Regions from separate parts of the Oryctolagus cuniculus genome. Here all the other regions are linked to region 2. The links are chromatin contacts, called in public Hi-C and Micro-C maps. All regions are on one chromosome and are shown on one strand. The core of a region is the stretch at or near the end of the contact, and the rest is flanking DNA. Distances in the headings are between cores, read along the strand shown.

What was found. Hi-C and Micro-C count contacts between places; a contact is called where the count stands out from the background.
Region 1: a Hi-C map of an unstated tissue shows a contact between it and region 2, with 3 times the contacts expected there. The contact joins the enhancer-like site here to the promoter of LOC108177713 in region 2. A contact is called at or near these places in 3 of 6 Hi-C or Micro-C datasets (ear pinna, psoas muscle and an unstated tissue).
Region 3: a Micro-C map of ear pinna shows a contact between it and region 2, with 5 times the contacts expected there. The contact joins the promoter of ADGRL2 here to the promoter of LOC108177713 in region 2. A contact is called at or near these places in 2 of 6 Hi-C or Micro-C datasets (ear pinna and an unstated tissue).

What each region holds. Positions count from the first base shown.
Region 1 is chr7:90,101,002-90,104,371 of mOryCun1.1, forward strand. All of the region lies in intron 1 of ADGRL2 (adhesion G protein-coupled receptor L2), which reads right to left. All of the region lies in intron 1 of LOC138850623 (a long non-coding RNA gene), which reads left to right. Among named protein-coding and RNA genes, the nearest start is that of TMSB4X, 24 kb to the left of the region's middle. Within about 2 kb of position 1,435, at least 1 of the 8 cell types and tissues checked has an H3K27ac peak or open chromatin away from gene starts, as enhancers often do.
Region 2 is chr7:89,709,380-89,712,564 of mOryCun1.1, forward strand. It overlaps LOC108177713, which reads left to right and starts at 1,654. Exons shown (of 5, transcript XR_011390604.1): 1 at 1,654-2,194. All of the region lies in intron 4 of ADGRL2 (adhesion G protein-coupled receptor L2), which reads right to left.
Region 3 is chr7:90,207,812-90,211,095 of mOryCun1.1, forward strand. It overlaps ADGRL2 (adhesion G protein-coupled receptor L2), which reads right to left and starts at 1,487. Exons shown (of 25, transcript XM_070078187.1): 1 at 1,077-1,487. All of the region lies in intron 1 of LOC103350141 (a long non-coding RNA gene), which reads left to right.

The DNA of each region.
Region 1 (3,370 bases), core at 185-2,684, 390 kb after region 2:
GGAAACTAGTTGTTTTGTCTCCTACTTATATTCAATAATACTTGGAACAAGAGAAGATAAATAGATGATTTTAGGTTAAGTTTCAGATGAGGTAGCAAGTGGGAGACAAGTTTATGTATAACCATAAGCTCTTCAGCAAATCCCTGCTAATACAAGCGACAGAAATGTTGAATATGCTATCATCAGTATATATTTTTCTACCTTTAATTTTTTTAAGCAGGAAAGCAATTTAGAATATGCATAGTACAGTTTCTATATTTAGGACTAAATTTCTTGCATTTAAAAAAAATCAAGAATATGAATGTTTTTACTCTTACACATTTGCTAAAAGTAAAATTACTTCTGTTTTAGCAATGAGGAAAGTGAGACAGTCATTTTCACAGGTTTATTCATTTATTAATTGATTCAACAAATAATTTTATTAACTATTTTATGCATAGTTAAATATAAGATGTGGTCCCTGGTTTTGAAAAACTTAAAGTATTGAGAAAATGAGTTAATTATATTATAAAAGAATAAGGCCAAATATAGGTCTATAAATACAGTATGTCACGATTTATGGATGATGAGAAGTTTTCAGCGCCTACACCTTTTATTCTTCAATCTCTTTCTTGAGTCTGCTTGAAGACCACATAATTTAATAGGTAAATAACGGTGCTTGAAGGTGAAGGTCGGGGGACTAGCTGCAAGAATGCTGCCTCCAGCGGTATTTCAGGACTAGCCCAGAAGGAAATTCTCTGCATTTTATCACAGATGGTTACCCACCCGGAGTCGGAGGCTCTGATTTGGGTCATACTCACCGGGAGTATTTGTGAACAAAAGGCATTAGCATTTACATCTAATTCTCTCTTTGTTGAACTGAGCTGTCCTAGGCTTCATAAACATGCACTCAAGTGTGTACAGACCATCATTATGAACTGCAGTGATATTTCCTCTTCCTTTTATCACATCTTTTGTTACAGAGCCCTCCCACCCCACTATTGTTAAACCGGGTGTGTCCACATCCTGCTTTTTGTGTAATCATCTTGGAAACATCTTTAAAAGTTTCATCTACCTAATTAATGGACCAGCCTCCAATGAGTGGAGGCTGCTATTGTATAATTTTAACAAAGGGATTACATGGACACACACATTGGTGTCTCTTAATTAAGAACGTGATGAGTAGATGAGGGTATTTGCCAACAGTTGAAATCAGCAAGTCATTAAAAATTCTTCTGTAATACTACTAATTTGCTTGTAATAACCTTCTAATTGCAGCACATAAAGAAAGACAAATGCGGGTTGGACCCTAGGTAAAAAGTATCAGTCTTGTCCTTTCTGGTTAATGCAGGTATGATTTCCGTGTCTGGTTCAGTTGAAACAAAGCTATTTTCCCCTGCCTTTGGTTGACAAGCTTCTAAATGTTTAAGTTCCTTTTCTGAAAGGTGGGTTTCTCTAAAATGTTTGTTGTCCCTTGGTGGCATTGTGTAGTCTAGGGGAAATCACAGGGATGCAGGTGCCTTTTGAATGACCAGATGGGAAATGGAAGACGATCAAACTTCCTCCCAGACCCTGTGAGTCAAACAGGAATGGCCAAAGATTTTCCTTTGAAATCGTGAGAGTGAAACCGAATTTTAAAGTCTTGTATACAAATGACTATAATGCCTTACACAGCTTCCTTCTTAAAGGAAGTGTTTCCCATCACCAAAACACAGCCAGCGTCTGCGATCAGACTCAGCAGCCGCTTAACAGTGCCAGAGACACTGATGAACATCCAAAACGTTTCCTTCAAGCAAAGCAAACTATCCTCCAAAGAGCACAGGGATTCCTTGACACTGACTCAGAGGGAAGAGCGCCACCTATCGATCACAGCCGCAGTGCTGACGGCACCTGGCGGTGCTTCCAGTCTCCCTTCTGCCCACAGCCTGTTTCCCCCCAGGGAGCCGCACGTATAAGAGGTGGTCTCGAGGTCGCCTAAGTGCGCTCGTATCACGCTCCATAATTTGAGGAAAACACATGAATTTTAATCAGTTTTTTAAAACAACCAGGCCTCTCTTCTCATTTGCTAGAATGGAAAAAAATTCACTTTTATTACCTTAAAGATGCCAAACAGTGCCATTTTATTACTGTGGGAAGCTGGAAGTCATTTCCGAACTCTTTTGGCAAGGATGCTGTGTGGAGCATCCAATTCAGTCCTTTAAGTGTCTTCTGAGAACCACCACACAAACTGTGATTTACCGTCTCCAGGAGTGAAAGGGACCTGTTCTACCCTGAAACTGCAGAGAAAGGGGAAGTGTGTTTTCAAAGCAGCCCAATGAGAGGCGCAAGAATATGAGCCGGCTCCGAGAGGCGAGCCAGGGGTGAAGAATGCCTTGGTAACCCACATTTTCCAACATGTAATTTCTAATTTGCTCTAAAAGTTTATGTTGGCAGCCTTTGAAAGTTGTGATGATTGGTGTACACTGATCCACGGAACTTCAGGCCACTTTGACAGACACGTCACGCTTAGTGACAGTGTGGCTGCTCCCCTCTCAGCCCCATGCTCCTTGCTGTTTGCGTCCGAAATAGGTTTTGGTACACTTTCATAGCTGATGTAGTGTCCTAGCTTAAATATATATATATATATACATAAATATATAGCTTATGTACATACATGCATAATTAGTTACATATATATAATACATACATTATAGAGGTTCCTACATTTTACAAACATGTATTCAACTGACTAAACAAAATTAAACAAGAATCAAAGAGATTCTTGCATATTTTCTAATTTATGTACTCAGGAGATGGAAAGAGCCCAGGCACCCTCATGCCATCATCAGTGACAACAAACAATCATTTGAAAATTTGTGTTCTTTCACAGACTCAAGTCTCTCAGCCCCATGCAATCTGGGGGACCACAATGGCTAGTGAAGTCTATTCACACGCAAGTGCATTTTACCCCAGTGTCATTTGGCTTGGAGATTTTAACGGACTACCTTGTGTATGTGGTCCACAGTCATAAACACTTGGTCCCTGGAGACAAAAACATAGCAAGTGGGAAGTAAGATATTTAAACACTGGCCGGGAAATTCATTGCACTGTGTGTGATTAGCCCTGTGCTGGGCACTCTGTGGACCCTGTCTATCTGATGAAGAAAAGAATGACAAAATGTACCTCTGTGGAAAATAATTAGCCTGTTGCATCAAGAATCAGACGCTATCTGATAGAGCAGAAGGAAATTCAGTAAATTCCCTTTCTTGTCAAAAATCAGCGAACTTCTGACTTCAAGTAAAAAAGCCAATTTTAAACTTTGATGAGTAATTGTCCAAAGCAACTATGACAGCAGTAAATACTTTTTTCTGTTTAAAACAACCCAAGATCTTTCATAAAACCTTATTGCTCT
Region 2 (3,185 bases), core at 404-2,903:
GGAAAACATTTCCTCGGTCTGCATCTGAGACACCACAGTTGGCATCAGAAAGCACGGAAGGAGCGGGCCTGGGGCGGCGGGCGGGGGGCGAGGGGGGAAAGGACCCGGCTGGGGGCAGCCCCTGGAAGACCGCAAAGGCTAAGACGGACTCCGCAGGACTTGTCTCTCCAACGGCGCTCTGGGGCACTGAGGGGACCGGGGAATAAACACAGCCTAACACACACACACACTCACACGTTCCTTAGTCTCCACTCGGGGACACCTTGGCAACTCACTCAAGCTTCCTGCGGCTTCCCCTGACCCAAACCCCGCAGTTGGACGGAAAGAACAAACTTTACTGGCCCCAAGCGAAAGCATCTCGCAAGCCTGCCTCCCACTGCTCGGCGCACTCGCCCGCTGCCCCAGGGTCGTCCCAGCCAATCCAGACGCCCACGCCGGTGACCCCGGAGTCCCCGTTTCCTCGTGCTCCTCCCACGCCTTCGCGCCCCGCTCCCCACTAGGCACCCCCGCCCCGCCCCGCAGCACCACCACCTAGCAGGCTCCCTGCTCCACAGTCACGCCAGGAGCCCACGCCCCGTAACTTCCCCCGCAGGCCCAGCGCGGCCCGCTGCTGCCCTCTCACTGCGGGTCTGGGAGGCTCCCTGCCCTCCTCTGGGCCCCGCCGGGTCCAGCCCAGCCACCCTCTCGCCCCGGCAGCGGCCGCCCGCCGCCCCTAATCGTTCCCAGGCCCCGCGCCGGCCCGGTCACATCTAGCTGCGCTCCGCCGCCCTCCTCGCCTCTCCATACAGCCTAACCACCGAGAAGAAACAGCCCGCAACAACTCATCCACTCCCCTGAACTCGCTCCCAGCGCCCGGCCTCCCGGCTCCACTCGCAGCCGGGACGAGTCGGCTGGGCGGGCGGGGCGCGGGGGGCTGCGGGCCACAGGGCTCTGGGTCCCCCGCCGGGCCGTGGGCCCGCGCACCTCGGGCCTGGCAGCCCCGCCGAGGGCGCGCTTCACACACACACACACACACACACACACACACACACCCGCCCCAACCTGGCTGCGAAAGGGCAGGCGGCACCTTCCTACCCTAAGCTTTTCAGAAATCAAAACACGCACGGCTCCCCGAGCCCCGTCCTACCGCCCCCACCCCGGGGTCCCCGGCAACTGGACCAATGCCTCGGAGCGCGGCACCAGCTCCGAGACGAAAGGGGCAGCGGACTGCACGGAGCCGGGAGTTGTGCGTAACGACCTCCGAGGAACCGGGGTGGGGGACAGGGCAGGGGGCCAGCAGCCCGGGGCGCGCGGGTGCTGCACCCCCTCCTCGGCCCGGCCCAACAGAAACAGAAGCGTGCCGAGCCCCAACTAACCCGCGGCGCCTCCACCTCCAGCACCCACCCCCGGACCGGAGGCGCAAAGCAAACAGGTCTCCGAAGCCGGCCATAGAGGCACATTGTTCGCTCCCGCAGCTCTTACCTCGGTCTGCGAGCGCGCCCCGGGGGAGGGCCGTCTGGCGCGGGGGCCGCGCGGGGTGAGGCGCCGAGGGCAGCAGCCACCCGGGGCCCGGGAGGGCCGAGGCCGGCCGCGAGTGGGTCGCCGGCCGCCGGGTCCGCGAGGGAGGCAGCGCCGCGGCGCGCCGGCCGGACACGGCGCCGCTGCTCGGCGCGTCCTCCTGCTCGGCCGCCGCTGCCTCCAGCCAAGCAGCCAGCGCCGGGCGGCTCCTGGGGCTATGTCAACATTTTCCCGCAGTTCCCGCACGCCGCTCGGCGAGAGAGGTCTTGCACACGCACGCACACGCCCCCAGCCCGCTCGCTCCCTTAGGGGGAAGAGCTCGGGACTCGGTGCGCAAGGAGCGGTGCAGGCAAACAGCCCGACAGAGGCGCGCAGACTTGGGAGTCCCCGGGAAGCGGCGGCTGCGCGAGGGGAGGGCGGCAGACGCCGGCGGCGCGAGGCCAACTCAGTTTGTCAGCGGAGCCCGGAGCCCGCCGTCCGCGCCGGCCCGACTGGCGTCCCTCGCGCCGACCCTGCGGCCTGGGGCGGGAGGCGGCGGCGGCCCCTCCTCACATTTCGGGTCTCCCGGCCCCGTGAGCCGCGGCCGCTGCTCCACGAACGGCTGAAGGCGAGGGGACGCAGGGGGAGCAAGGGCAGAGCCACGCCACGCACAGCCACGGAGGGGAGATGCCCCGCAACAATCCCAAAGAATTCTCCGGTAAGCTCCCGCCTTCGCTCCGGCACCTCTGCGTGTGTGTGAGCGGCGAGAGAGTGAGAGGGGGAGAGGGAGCGCGAGCTGAGAGAGGGATCGAGACGGGGGAGTGCGAAGTCCTGACACAGACTCAGCGAGGTCTGAACTGGAGTCACCTCCAGCCGCCGCCTCCGCCTCCGCACCGAGTCCCCACCTACGCCGCCCCCCCGGGGTCCGGCTAATCATATAAACATATTAGCGTGTACCGCGGCAAAGGACAAATCTCTCCCTCCTGATTTTTCCAGCAAGGGGCTCAGGCAAACTCTAAAGCAGATTACAGGCAGCTAAGTACAAAACGTGGAGCAGATAATCTATAACTCATTGCCGCCCAATGGCCATTTTCCACTCCATTGGAGCAGCTGCGGCGGCAGAGCGCCCGAGCCGGGGGGGAGGGGGAGCGAAGGGACACTCACGGGCTCGAGCCGTTCGGTGGCGGCGGCGGTGGCGGCCGAGCAGCCGCCGGAGGACAGGCCGGCCCCGGCTCCGCCGGCGGGGCGGCCGCAGGGCTGTCCGGGCGGCGGCGGCGGCGGCGAGGGACGCGCGCGCACGGCCGCGGAACGCGCCCCGGAGGCGGCCTGCGCCGGCTCGCGCCCCTCCCCTCTGCTCTGCTCCCCTCCCCTCCCCGGCGACTCGGCCTCCCCCCCCACACACCCCACCCCAGAGCCAGGTCCCGGGGCTCAGCATCCAGTCTCCCCCCAAAACCTCTCCCCGCGAAACAGCAACACACCCCTTCCAGCCATGCCCTCCCCATCCCAAATTCCACTCACTGCGCGCTCGGTCCTCCGCGCGCTCCGCTGGCGCGCGCTCTGCATCCCGTGCACACACACGCACTTTAAAAACATTTATTTTATTTCTGGAACGGGGGTGAAGGTATTCGCGAGAGCGCGGCGCTCCAGCCTCGGCGGCGGGGCGCCCCCTCCCCGAGCCCCTCCAGGCACAGGAGCTTTCCGCTTGCCTG
Region 3 (3,284 bases), core at 237-2,736, 500 kb after region 2:
TTCTTAACAAAATAAGGTGGTAAATGTGAAATTACATTAATAAGGTAAAAGGAGCACTTTCAAAGACATATGGCATGTACTGAAATCTAAATTGTAACTGGAATGTTCTAATTATATTTGTACTAATCAAAAAGGGATTTTGGAGTCTGTAATTTTATGACATATTACTATGTTTTAAAATCAAAATGACTAAGGGATGATTAAAATATTATTACAAGTAACTTCAAGGAAACACATGAACTAATGTAAGCCTAGGCATTGCTTTCATAAATCAGCATGTATGTTGTCAGATCTGTTAGCCTCTTACACTCATTTTTAATATGAACTTAACCATTTGGCTGTTAAAAAATCATACTTAAGAAATGATCCCAAACAGTGCTATACAAACATAACGGTTTTAAAAGCCTGACTACATTAAACTTTTTTTACAATGCAATTGCAATCTCGAGACAATAAATAGTAGCATAGATAATGACAGTAACTGACTCCTCACTAATTGTAATACTTCTGCATAGCCTAGTGACAATTTATGAATTGCGAAGAATAAATCTATTTGACAGGCCTGTTAGCAAGAAGGCCTTCAGCTTCTTGCTTTGCAGCAGAATGAAGTAAAATCTATCCCTTTCTTGCTGTTGTTAAAAACATTCCAACAGTTAGTTCTTTTTCACAGAAAATGCTGCAGGAAGGTTCTAGTTTAAAAAAAAATCTCAACACGACTGAATCTTACACTTCCTTATTATTGGCCAGGATACATGCTAAGTTAGAACATATTGAGAGGTTATTATTTTTTTAAGAGGGAAAACTTGATAGAGCATTGTATTTCTAGATCAGAGAGTGGACACTCTACAATCTTTCAGGCATTGTACAACTGAAGCTGGCTGCCGGGAAAATACGCGTTACAATACCCGGCACTTAAACAATTGTACCTATACCGTTAAGTAACAAAAGCGCGAGGCACCTGGAATCGCAGCATTTGCGCCTAATGCCAGCAACAATATAAAGCATTCAAGTGACATTTGATAATGAGCAGACAGTGGAGGCATTACACACGTCCTTAGAAGAATCAGACTTCCTACCTTGAAAAGACAGATGGAGGTAAGTTCCTTTATAAAAAAAAAGTTGTAAGTAAAGCCAGGCAGCAGTTGCAGTAAATTGAGTCCTTTCAGTCACTGTGTACATACAGCAGTTCTGCAATAAGGGGAAAAATATAATGGGAGGAGCGGCTGTGAACGAGTGACCTCCTCAAGCTGAGTCCTCTCTGTGAACCGAGCATGGAGAGCCACTGCTCCTGATTTGCATGGATTATCTCCACTTGAACAGATACAGAGCAGATACATTTAAATTGAGCTGGCACAATGGCAAAAAGATGGAAGAGTGAATGAATGAGGGACAGCGCAAGAGAGGGAGAGAGAAAGAGAAACAGACAGGAGATCGGAGAGCGTGGATAAGCTGGTTCTTGCAGAACTGTGTCTCAGAAGAGCTACAGCTCCCTCTTCATGTCACAGTTGTAAGATAAGAAATGTTGTCATTAAGAACTGGTTAATCACAGGGAAAAATATACCCAGATTAGCAATGTTCGATCTGATCCAATTTTTATGAACATGTTATGATTCTTCCTTTTTTGTCATTAGGATTTTAGACAGTATGCCAAAAAAAATCTTTTATTAGTAGCTAGGTAAGCAAATTTGAATAAAACTCTGAGTTTTGAATGCGATCAGTGTTTTGACTTGAATGGCATAGATTCCAGTGAAAGAACATAGATATTTGTTCAGTTAGTGCAATATTTATTTTGAAGGATTAAGTCCTCTTAACTTTTATATATCTAGAGACACATACTACAATGCAAGTAAAAAATAGTATTTGAATGTTTATTATTGTTTAATTATTTTAAAGACCCAAATGATCTATTGAAAGAGAGGGTTTTGTTGTTTTGTTTTGTTTTGGTATTGTTCTGTTGTTTTTTTGTTCTAAGCTGCCCCCCCCCCCCCCCCCCCGCATATTGCTTCTTGTTGGAATTTCAGAATAGAAAAGCCTTTGTTTTCAATGTAGATGTATTTTGCAATCTATAATTATCACTTGCTTCTCCATTTAGCATCTTTAGAGCTTCCCTGTGTTGCTACCCGGTGTACTCACATTCGCATCTGTCAGTCAGTAAGTCAGCAGCAGATCTCAGAAGGGAACGACCCTCTTCTGAGTAAGTGAACCTGAAGCCTGCCTTCTCTTTGTATAAAGGTGTTTGCAGATGCCTAGCCAGGCAATTAGGGCAATTCAAAGAAAAAAAACCCAACAAACAAAACTGACTGAATTGATCATAACCCCTTGTAGAAGCCAGCATTAACTTGGGGCAAACCGAATACCAGTTATTTCCAGTATTCCAGTATTTCCCCAAATGGCGTTAAAGATCTCATCTCAACACAAGCATATGAGCGATATTTGCAGACAGTATTAAAGACTCCAGTCAGATTTTTGCTGTGGTCGGAGCTCCACATCCTACCAGGAAAGATAAAGGATTTAAACCCACTACACTTACAAAAACTCTGACTTGATGGACAGAAGTGATACTTTAAAAGAAATCTCAAGGAAAAAGCTAACACATTTCCATGAGACTTTGTGAAGATCTGAAATTTCTGAAGTGTGCAGACTTAGTGACTATAACAGTGTTTAGGAAACAATTGCTTGAAAGTAAAAGCGTGAAGACAATAGTTATTTTATGTCTCTGACATCCAACTGTCTGATTGCTCTCTGAGTGGATGGTTGAGTTCTCAGGTTTTTATATCAATTTGGACACAGCTTGTATACAGATTAGACCTGTAATATTATTGCGGTCTTCATATTACTTTTCAGGTTGTAAACTCCTTTGAGTCAGGGAGGGTACAATCTCTTTTAAAAGATCTCCTTAAAAATTTTGGAAGTGTCTCTTACATATTTTAGGTGTTTGCTACATTTTACAGAAATAATCTTGAAATTAATGGCAAAACACTATATTTTCCATACTCAGTATGTTCTTACTGTAATAATTGGATTATTGCTTACTGTAATAATTAGATTCAGAAATTATAGTGTTCTGTATCCTCATGAAATAAAAGCAAATAAAATTAATATAGTATAAATGTCTTACCATATATAAGATCGCCATCACAGTATCAATAAAGCTAGATTATATCTTAACATGTATGCATAATTGAGTGCTCACTCTTTATACCAGGGGGTGCCTTTCTAAAGGTATGCTTAGGATTTGAGTCATGACTTTCTGGGCACTAGGGCTGACTCAGTCATTCATCAGT